2 separate regions of the Oncorhynchus mykiss genome follow, and region 2 is linked to region 1. The links are chromatin contacts, called in public Hi-C maps. All regions are on one chromosome and are shown on one strand. The core of a region is the stretch at or near the end of the contact, and the rest is flanking DNA. Distances in the headings are between cores, read along the strand shown. Region 1 overlaps kiaa0586 (protein TALPID3). Region 2 holds the start of kiaa0586 (protein TALPID3).

Region 1 (4,062 bases), core at 618-3,117:
TGTATGGGAGCCGTTTGGACATTTGGAATAACAGCGCTATGATAGTAAAAGAAAAGCAGTGGAGACTGTGCCACTCACCATGTCCTGAACCTCCTGCAGCGAGCTGGAGAAGCTGTTGATTAGATAGGGAACATAGAAGCCTTCCTCCTCAAAGGCTGGGTGGAAACAGACGAAAAGGCATCAATGGGTTTGACATGATAATAGTCACACTATGAGGACTATGGAGTTGACAATCTTAGGAACTGATGGCCTTTTGTAGACCACCCGACGTCTGAGGAAATAATCCCCAACACTGTGTGTGTGTGTGTGTGTGTGTGTGTGTGTATGTGCGCGTTGAGCTGCGTTGTCTATCCATCTCACCCCGTGCTGCTGCCGCCTGGCTATAGCTGAGGAGCAGCTCTCCCTCTGAGATGTGTCTAGCAGCCGCGTCTGTCCCAGTGACTGTGGAACTACTGCTGCTGCTGGTCGTCTCCTCCGACGAGGAGGAGGGGGGAGTGGAGGGGGTCTGAGGCCCAGGTGGGGGTGGTGGAGTAGGGGAGTGGGGAGACCGGGTCAGGGGGCTGGAGGTTACAGGTGGGACTGGAGGCACACTGACAGGCTCTTCCTCAGCCACTGACATCACTCTGTAGAAAGAGAGAAGAGAAAAAGAAGGAGAGAGAGAAAAAGAGAGAGATGAGATATTAGTAGGATGGGTGGTGCTCGGTTAGGTTAAAACCAATAACCATCTATGTTCCAGGCCTGTGTGTTATCTTCGCATGTTCTTTGTAACTCTAACTGCATTGTCATCTCCTGACAGCAGGGGGAGCTGTGGTACAATACAACCACACCAAGCAGTGCATCCTACACTCGCCACTATGTCCCCTTATTGTCTTCTGAGGGAGGTCCCCACGCAGTTCCACCATTCAGAAAGACAGACAGACAGACAGTAGAATCAGCAGACAGGCAGACTCACAGTGGCTTGTTGTGCTTCTCCTGCTCCTCTACAGGGCTGTGGGGTTGCTCCTCAGCCAGGGGCAGCGATGCGTCTCCCCAGGGTCCGGCAGGGCCAGAGGGAGGGGACACCGCCAGGGGAGAGGGGTTTGGAGTGGTGACTGGGGTCACTATTGGCTCTGGGTCTGAGATCAAAGTGGAACAGGAATGTTCAGCATCTCATTGGATAGGCTGGGGATCATTCTATCATGGATAAGCCCAAGTTTTTCCTGACCATGTGACCAGCACAAGAAAAACTCTAGAACTCTAAAACTCTGCTTATAACTAGGTCGCTGAGTTTTCCCTTATCAGGTCACATGATCATGAAAAGCTGTGGTCCCTAGTCATGGACCACTCCATTACTATGACCGCAGACGGAGTATGCAGAGTGTGCGTGTGTAATGGAGATACAGTAACTATGCTATGAGACCTGCAGGTGTGAAGACGTGAGGCTCCTGTGGCTGGGGTTCTCTGGGTGACTGCTGGGGGGTCCCCTGCTCTGAAGCCTGTGGGGTAGCCAGGGGGGACAGGCCTCTGCTGGGGGGCCCAGGACTAACACTGGGCTCTGGGGTGGGCACTGGGGTTGGCACCAAGGGCTCCTACAACAGCACCACATTGTGGAAAGAATACAATTACAATAAAATACTGTAAAAAAAAGAACAAATAACTCAGTGTAAATGTTAGATTAGAAATACTATTTCAAAATACTATTTTTTGTTTTATTTATACAGTAAAGACTGATTTATTGATTGATTGACTGTACACAGTACCTCCTGCGACGGAGGATCCCGAGGCTTGGCTGGTGCTACAGGTCTCTCCTGTCCCTCTCTCTGTCCCAGCATCAGGGCTATGGTCTCTGCCAGTGCCTCGTTCACATACTGTCTGATCAGCTCCGAGTCCACAGGAACACTGGCGTCCACAAACAGCTGTAGGCCCTCTCCACCCGCAGCCTCCACTGGAACCACACATTGTAGCAGAGCGTTTTGCAACAGAAAACCAACATCTGTGTTCTGATTGGACGGACACAAAGTTTCAAAACGGATTCTCACTACGGAACATCTACTCTTCTGGTATGCCCATTTTTGCATACGAGATCATTTTAACAAAACAATTAAAAGAATAGTTGACATCCAATCGCTGGGTTTATATTGCACAAAAGAAGCCCAGCAGTTTCCCCCTCATTCTTCTCACTGTTCTGTCTAAAGGGAGTAGCAGAGTCACCCTCCAGTGATCACAGGGTGGAGGCCTCATCTGCAAATGTGATACATCATTGATCTTTCTACTAGATGAGAGCGTGAGGCAACGTCCCAAATGGCACCCTATTACCTATATTGTGCACTATAAAAGGGGGCACTACAAAGGGAACGGGGTGCCGTTTGGGAGACGACCTGAATCCATGGCCCGCTAACGTCGCTGCCACTGCCTCTCTTAAGTGTTCTGACTGCAATCCGTAGCAGCGAAGAAGAAGGAGAAGCAGAGCCGGGTAGATGAGAAAGAGCAATCAATGATTTAATGAGAAACTGTATTATCGTATTGGGGCTTTGACATGTCTTCTCCCTTCACGACAGACAGCTCGCACTCAAATAAACCGTGAGGCATAACTTTCAATGAGGCAAGTTCTCTCATCTCACCCCGCTCCTGCGCACACTCCACTGGCTTCCAGTCGAAGCTCGCATCCACTACAAGTCCATGGTGCCAACCTACGGAGCAGCGAAAGAAACTGCCCCTCCCTACATTCAGGCTCAGGCCCGACACCTCAACCCCAGCACTCAGGTCTCTTGGCCCTCCCACCACTACGGGACGGCAGCACCCGCTCAGTCCAGTCCAAGCCCTTCCCTGTCCCGGCACCCCAATGTAGGAACCAGCCTCCCCCCGAAGCTAATCCCTCCTCCTCACCTCAACCCCCCCCACCCCCAAACAAAAAAAACATTAACTAGCACTAACCCCCCCCCCTGTGATATGTGACATGTGGTTGTCTCGCCTAGCTATCTTAAAATGAAATGAATTAATGTAAAATTAATTGCAAAATCCTGTTCAACACGGAACTTGAACCAAGGGGATGATGTACAGTCCATCTATTCAGTTTCATGTCAATATCTCAGCAGGCGTACCAACCCCATTTGAGCTCATTTATTAAAAGCCACGAGGGACATTTTGGGATTCCTGAACATGAGGATTGCGGTCGGTGGCTTGACAAAGCCGTTGAGCTTGAGGTAGCGTTTCGCATGTCATCGGATGGTTAACAGCACTCACAATGCTACCACAGAGCCCCACTGACACAGTCACTGTACCACAGAGCCCCACACAAATTCCCTGAGGAAAGTGGCTACCAGACGCTCCCAAGCCACAGCTATGCTGTAATGCATCATTGCTGGCTGGGCTCAGCTCCACAGGCATCGGGATGACCTGAACAGGACAAGACCTTTTGAGTGAAAGGACCCAGTTCTCACCCAGTTTTTCTGTGATGGTTAAGGTCAGAGTTGGGATTAAAGGAATAATCCACTCAAAAACGACATTTTGGTATTGTTGTTCATTAGTTCACCGTTGATACAGTCCCAAAATGTTTTGCACATCAGCAATAATGTTTTCAAGATATAAGACTTTCAGAAAGCAAATTGTAACTTGCCACATCATCAGGATGATGCATGTGGTAAGCTACAGAAAGGGTGAGCATGACCAAGTGGAACTAGGTATACTATGTGACCAGTCCCAGTTCTCACCGATGTCAGAGGTAACACTGTCCTCTGGCTCAGAGTGGGAGGGACTCTGGTTCTGGGCGGGGTCAGCTAGAGGGGGATGGTACATCTCGGAGATCATTCTGGCCATCAGCTGCTGCTCCACCCTAAACGAACAAACAAACCCGTTACTTCTAACTAGCTCCCTTTATGTTGATGGTGAACTCTACATTGCCTGTTGGCATGTATTTGGCATTGCAAGTAGTACACCAGTAGGGATATTGGAATGTGTATTCTGCATTCGTAAAAATAAAAAAAAACAGTGTTCAGCTTCACTGCGTAACATAATGCTATCCTCCTCACCAGTCAACCAGCCTGTTCTCCAGGGTCTCTCTGTGTTGGATGGAGCTGAGGACAG
Region 2 (4,062 bases), core at 968-3,467, 76 kb after region 1:
TGGGGTTAGGATACAAAATGGCATAGGGTGAACTCGCAAAGTATTGGGACAGTGACAATATTGTTCGTGTTTACCTCTGTAGTCCAGCACTTTGAATTTGAAATGATACAATTACTATGAGGTGCAGACTGTCAGCTTTAATTTGAGGGTATTTTCATCCATATTAGGTGAAACGTTTAGAAATTACAGCACTTTTTATACATTGTTCCCCCATTTTAGGGGACCAAAAGTATTGGGGAAAATGTATTAAAGTAATCAATAGTTTAGTATTTAAGTCCCATATTCCTAGCACATAATTATTACATCAAGCTTGTGACTCTACAAACTTGTTGGATGCATTTGCTTTTATTTTGTGCCCAATAGAAATTAATGGTATTTTGAGTTATGTTTTATTGTAAACAAGAATATAACATAATAGAATGTGGATGCTACCATGATTACAGATAATCCTGAATAATGATGAGTGTGAAAGTTAGAAGCACAAATATCATAGCCCCAAGACTAGCTAACCTCTCACTATTACAATAACAGGCATATTAGCATATATGATATTAATATCTCTGTAACTTTCGCACTCATCATTATTCATGATTCATTCTGGGTTATTGGTAATCATAGTAGCATCCACATTAATGTAGAATTGTTTAGAAACATATTCTATTCTTATTTTGAATAAAAGTATCTCCAAATACAAATATCTCCAAATACAATCACAGTCTGCACTTTAACCTCACAGTCATTGTATCATTTCAAATCCAAAGTGCTGGAGTACAGGGCCAAAACAACAAAATCACTGACCCAATACTTTTGGAGCTCACTGTATATGAAGTAGCCAGTAGATAATCAATGACAGCATGCTGTCCAGTACATCACAGGTTTAGCCCAAGGACACTTACCTTTGTCCTCACTGCCCTTAGGTTGAACAGAGGTCAGTGTTTCTTTTCCATCTATACTAGGAACCTGAAATTGGAAATGAAATGACACCAGTTTAAAATGTATTATATTAGTATGGGTGACATACTTGTGAGGCACACACTTCTCAGAAAAGAACAAGCTAGAAGACATCTTACTTGGGACTCGTTTTGCGGGACTCTTTTTATCGGACTCTTTTTGTGTGCTTTCGTTCCCTCTGGAAAAGACAACATGGGAAGAGCAAAATGTTGGTCAGACTGAAATCAATGGCATATACAACTGCAATACAATATAACAGTTTCGCTGGCCTTATAACAAGTGTGGGTTTACTAAGCCTACCAGAGGGTGAAACTGATGGCAGGTTTGCTTGCAGGGCAGGAGGCACATGCCTGTGCTCTTGTTTCCTTGCTTGTCTTTGCTTTTCGATCTTTGGTGGCTCGTCAAGAAGAGAGCACTTCTTCACTGTTATCTTTACATTGTCTGTTTTATTAGATACGGTGGACAACGACCCCAAATCCCTCTGCCCTTCATTGCTCCGCTCAGGAAAGTGAATCTTTGTTGCACGAATCAAGACGTCTCCAGCATCAGAACTTGAAGTGGATTCGTCAAGGTTAATATTCCTTGCAAAGTTCAGAAGTTCATTTGATCGGCTCAGAAGAGCATGAGCCATATCTAATCGACTCTGACGCTCAGTTGATTATCTAGTAGCGAGCACTGCAGCAGAGTAGAGTATGATAGCTAGTATGCTCAACACCAGACCCGATCAGGCGTTACACATAACATAGTTGTTACTAACCGTGGGAGTTGATATAGATAAATAAACAACCACTGTCGTCATTTTCCTTAGGAAGACGAACATTCAAATATCCCGCTTCACGCTTGTTTAATGACGACTTTATGCTAACAGTAGCTAGCTACTAACGTTAGCTGGCTAACACCTCTAAACAGTTGAAAGCACAACGCGACAAAACTCAGTAGGAAGTAGCTAGCTAGACCTATGTAATTTTGAACAAACTGAATTCGTTGCAACCCGAGGTCAGAATCGAACGATACATAATAGCTTCACAACTGCTAGCTAACGATGGAAAATATGAAAACACAGCAACTGTTGCTGACAACAATAACTTCCGGTCAACGACCAATCCTCTCTCCGCGATAAATATCGCCATCATCTGCTGGGCATGATAGGGACTCCATGGATGAGGAAACATTAATCAAAAGAGAACATATATTAATCAAATATTAAATAATTTAAAGTATTTGGTTGACCATTATTTATATTAGATAAAAGGTGCGCTAGCGAACAACAGGATAATGAGGTACTGAATATTTTAATTACCTCGTGTTACACCGGAGTGTTTATGTAGTGACACAAAATTCATCTTAATTTGACATTTCGGTTATTATTTTCGACAATTTACTTTTCGATTTTGAGTTCCATACATATCCCCACGAACGTATACAATATTTAATACTATCATAGAAATATTTGTTTGTTTTAAAAACTATTTTTAATTTCCAATATCTGGCCTTTCAAGCCTCTCAAAACTGTTGGTGCCGCAGCCACTGCAGTCCCTTTTTCACAACGTCACATGTCCTTCGGAATCTGGGTGGGTGAATGACTTTTTTGCTGTGTTAAAGAAAATGTGATTTATTATGCATTTTGTGCACACAACTTGATATCAAAATGTATGTAATGTCTTCAAATGCTTCACTTGACCTTCAGAACTGCGCTATATATTTAGCCTGTTAGGGACCTTTTAACGTTAGCTGTCCACTAAGCTAGCTAGCTAACTAACACAAGGCTTAAACTATGTAGTAGCTAGCTATGGAATGGTCAGTTATGAATTCATGGTTAGGTGTCATATATAGCTAATCAACTAATACTCTGTAGCTATCTTGGTAATTCAGTACTCCCTATTCCTAGCTAGTTATAACTAGTGAACGGACATCATAGCTACATAACAATGGATAGGGCTGTCATTCAATCGATTACATTCATGGGTGTAACTTTAATCCAACAGAAATATCGTCCATTTGAACCACCATGTCTATCCAGGTGACAGAAGCGGACCAGGTTAAACAGGTATGTAAATTGAGGATACTCGCACCCCAGTGGAGACTGGTGACTTGAAAAATTGAGGAGGATGGGAGACTCACGGTATGTTTCAAAGTCATCAAAGACGAATTATTTTAACCTAAAGCATTTAATAAACACATGTATAGTACAGTATTATGGGGAAGGGGGATGAGAGGGCTACTTAAACAGTGTTGGGAAGTGATCACAGCAGTGATTGAATGAGGGTATGAGGCATGAGTTGAGGTGTTCAGAGGCTTGACCAGTGCAGGACAGGATTTTACTGGGAAGACAAAAAACAATAACAAGACACTACACAGTTAGACAAGAGCTAAGAATGAGTTAGTCCAAGCAAGGAGTAAAATCGTTGATGTGTAATAATGTGATTGTGTATGTGATTGACTACATACAGTAATGAGAGAAAAGTGATCTGGGTACTCGCAGTGCTTGGAAGGGAAACATTCAACGTGCCAGTGGATGAGAGGGCACATGAGACGCTGTGGCTTCTGTTCATGTCAGGAGAAACAATGGTAGTGGAGTAGTCATCACCTCTTAATCAGGGAACAGGAGGGGAGTTAGCTGTAAATACAAATAGCAGATACATTCCGTTACAGCTGCGCCATTGTAGGTTTGGATGATGAGTTTCTCTATGAAGTTAAACTCTGACATCTCAAAATTCATCAAGTCAAACACAGACTGTGCATCCTGCCCACTTGACACATCAAAGTATCCCAAGAAATGTTCCTGAATAAAGCCCTGATCATCCACATACCTGACGATAACTGACAACTGCAAGCAGACTGGTGGCACCATAGGTCCCAGAGCGGTGGGGCAATTTTACCCCCTGGGGCCCGGAGTTTTTCCTTATATAGTAACCTAACTAGGAAAACTCTGGACCCTATAAGGTGTGACTGATTAATCCGTTGTAAAAAGGTTGTATATGGGCTATTAAGGGACCCGTTTTTCATATTCAAATCACATGGCTTTAACTCCTGAAAAAAAAACTCCTGGCCCTTGGGGGGGATGAAAACCCTCTCAAACTGCAGCTACCTTGTATTTGTTCATATAAATTA

Evidence for each region. A called contact is a pair of places that touch in the nucleus more often than the background predicts.
Region 2: a Hi-C map of blood shows a contact between it and region 1, with 5 times the contacts expected there. The contact joins the promoter of kiaa0586 here to the enhancer-like site in region 1. A contact is called at or near these places in 2 of 3 Hi-C or Micro-C datasets (blood and liver).

Annotation. Positions count from the first base shown.
Region 1 is chr19:32,291,629-32,295,690 of USDA_OmykA_1.1, forward strand. kiaa0586 (protein TALPID3) reads right to left here. Exons shown (of 30, transcript XM_036954656.1): 19 at 4,008-4,062; 20 at 3,690-3,811; 21 at 1,740-1,924; 22 at 1,400-1,568; 23 at 953-1,115; 24 at 361-623; 25 at 79-155. Among protein-coding and RNA genes, the nearest start is that of irf2bpl, 55 kb to the right of the region's middle. Within about 2 kb of position 1,868, at least 1 of the 11 cell types and tissues checked has an H3K27ac peak or open chromatin away from gene starts, as enhancers often do.
Region 2 is chr19:32,366,965-32,371,026 of USDA_OmykA_1.1, forward strand. kiaa0586 (protein TALPID3) reads right to left here and starts at 2,218. Exons shown (of 30, transcript XM_036954656.1): 1 at 1,252-2,218; 2 at 1,071-1,129; 3 at 897-960. The coding sequence starts at 1,582. It overlaps timm9 (mitochondrial import inner membrane translocase subunit Tim9), which reads left to right and starts at 2,266. Exons shown (of 4, transcript XM_021573950.2): 1 at 2,266-2,522; 2 at 2,937-2,998. The coding sequence starts at 2,960.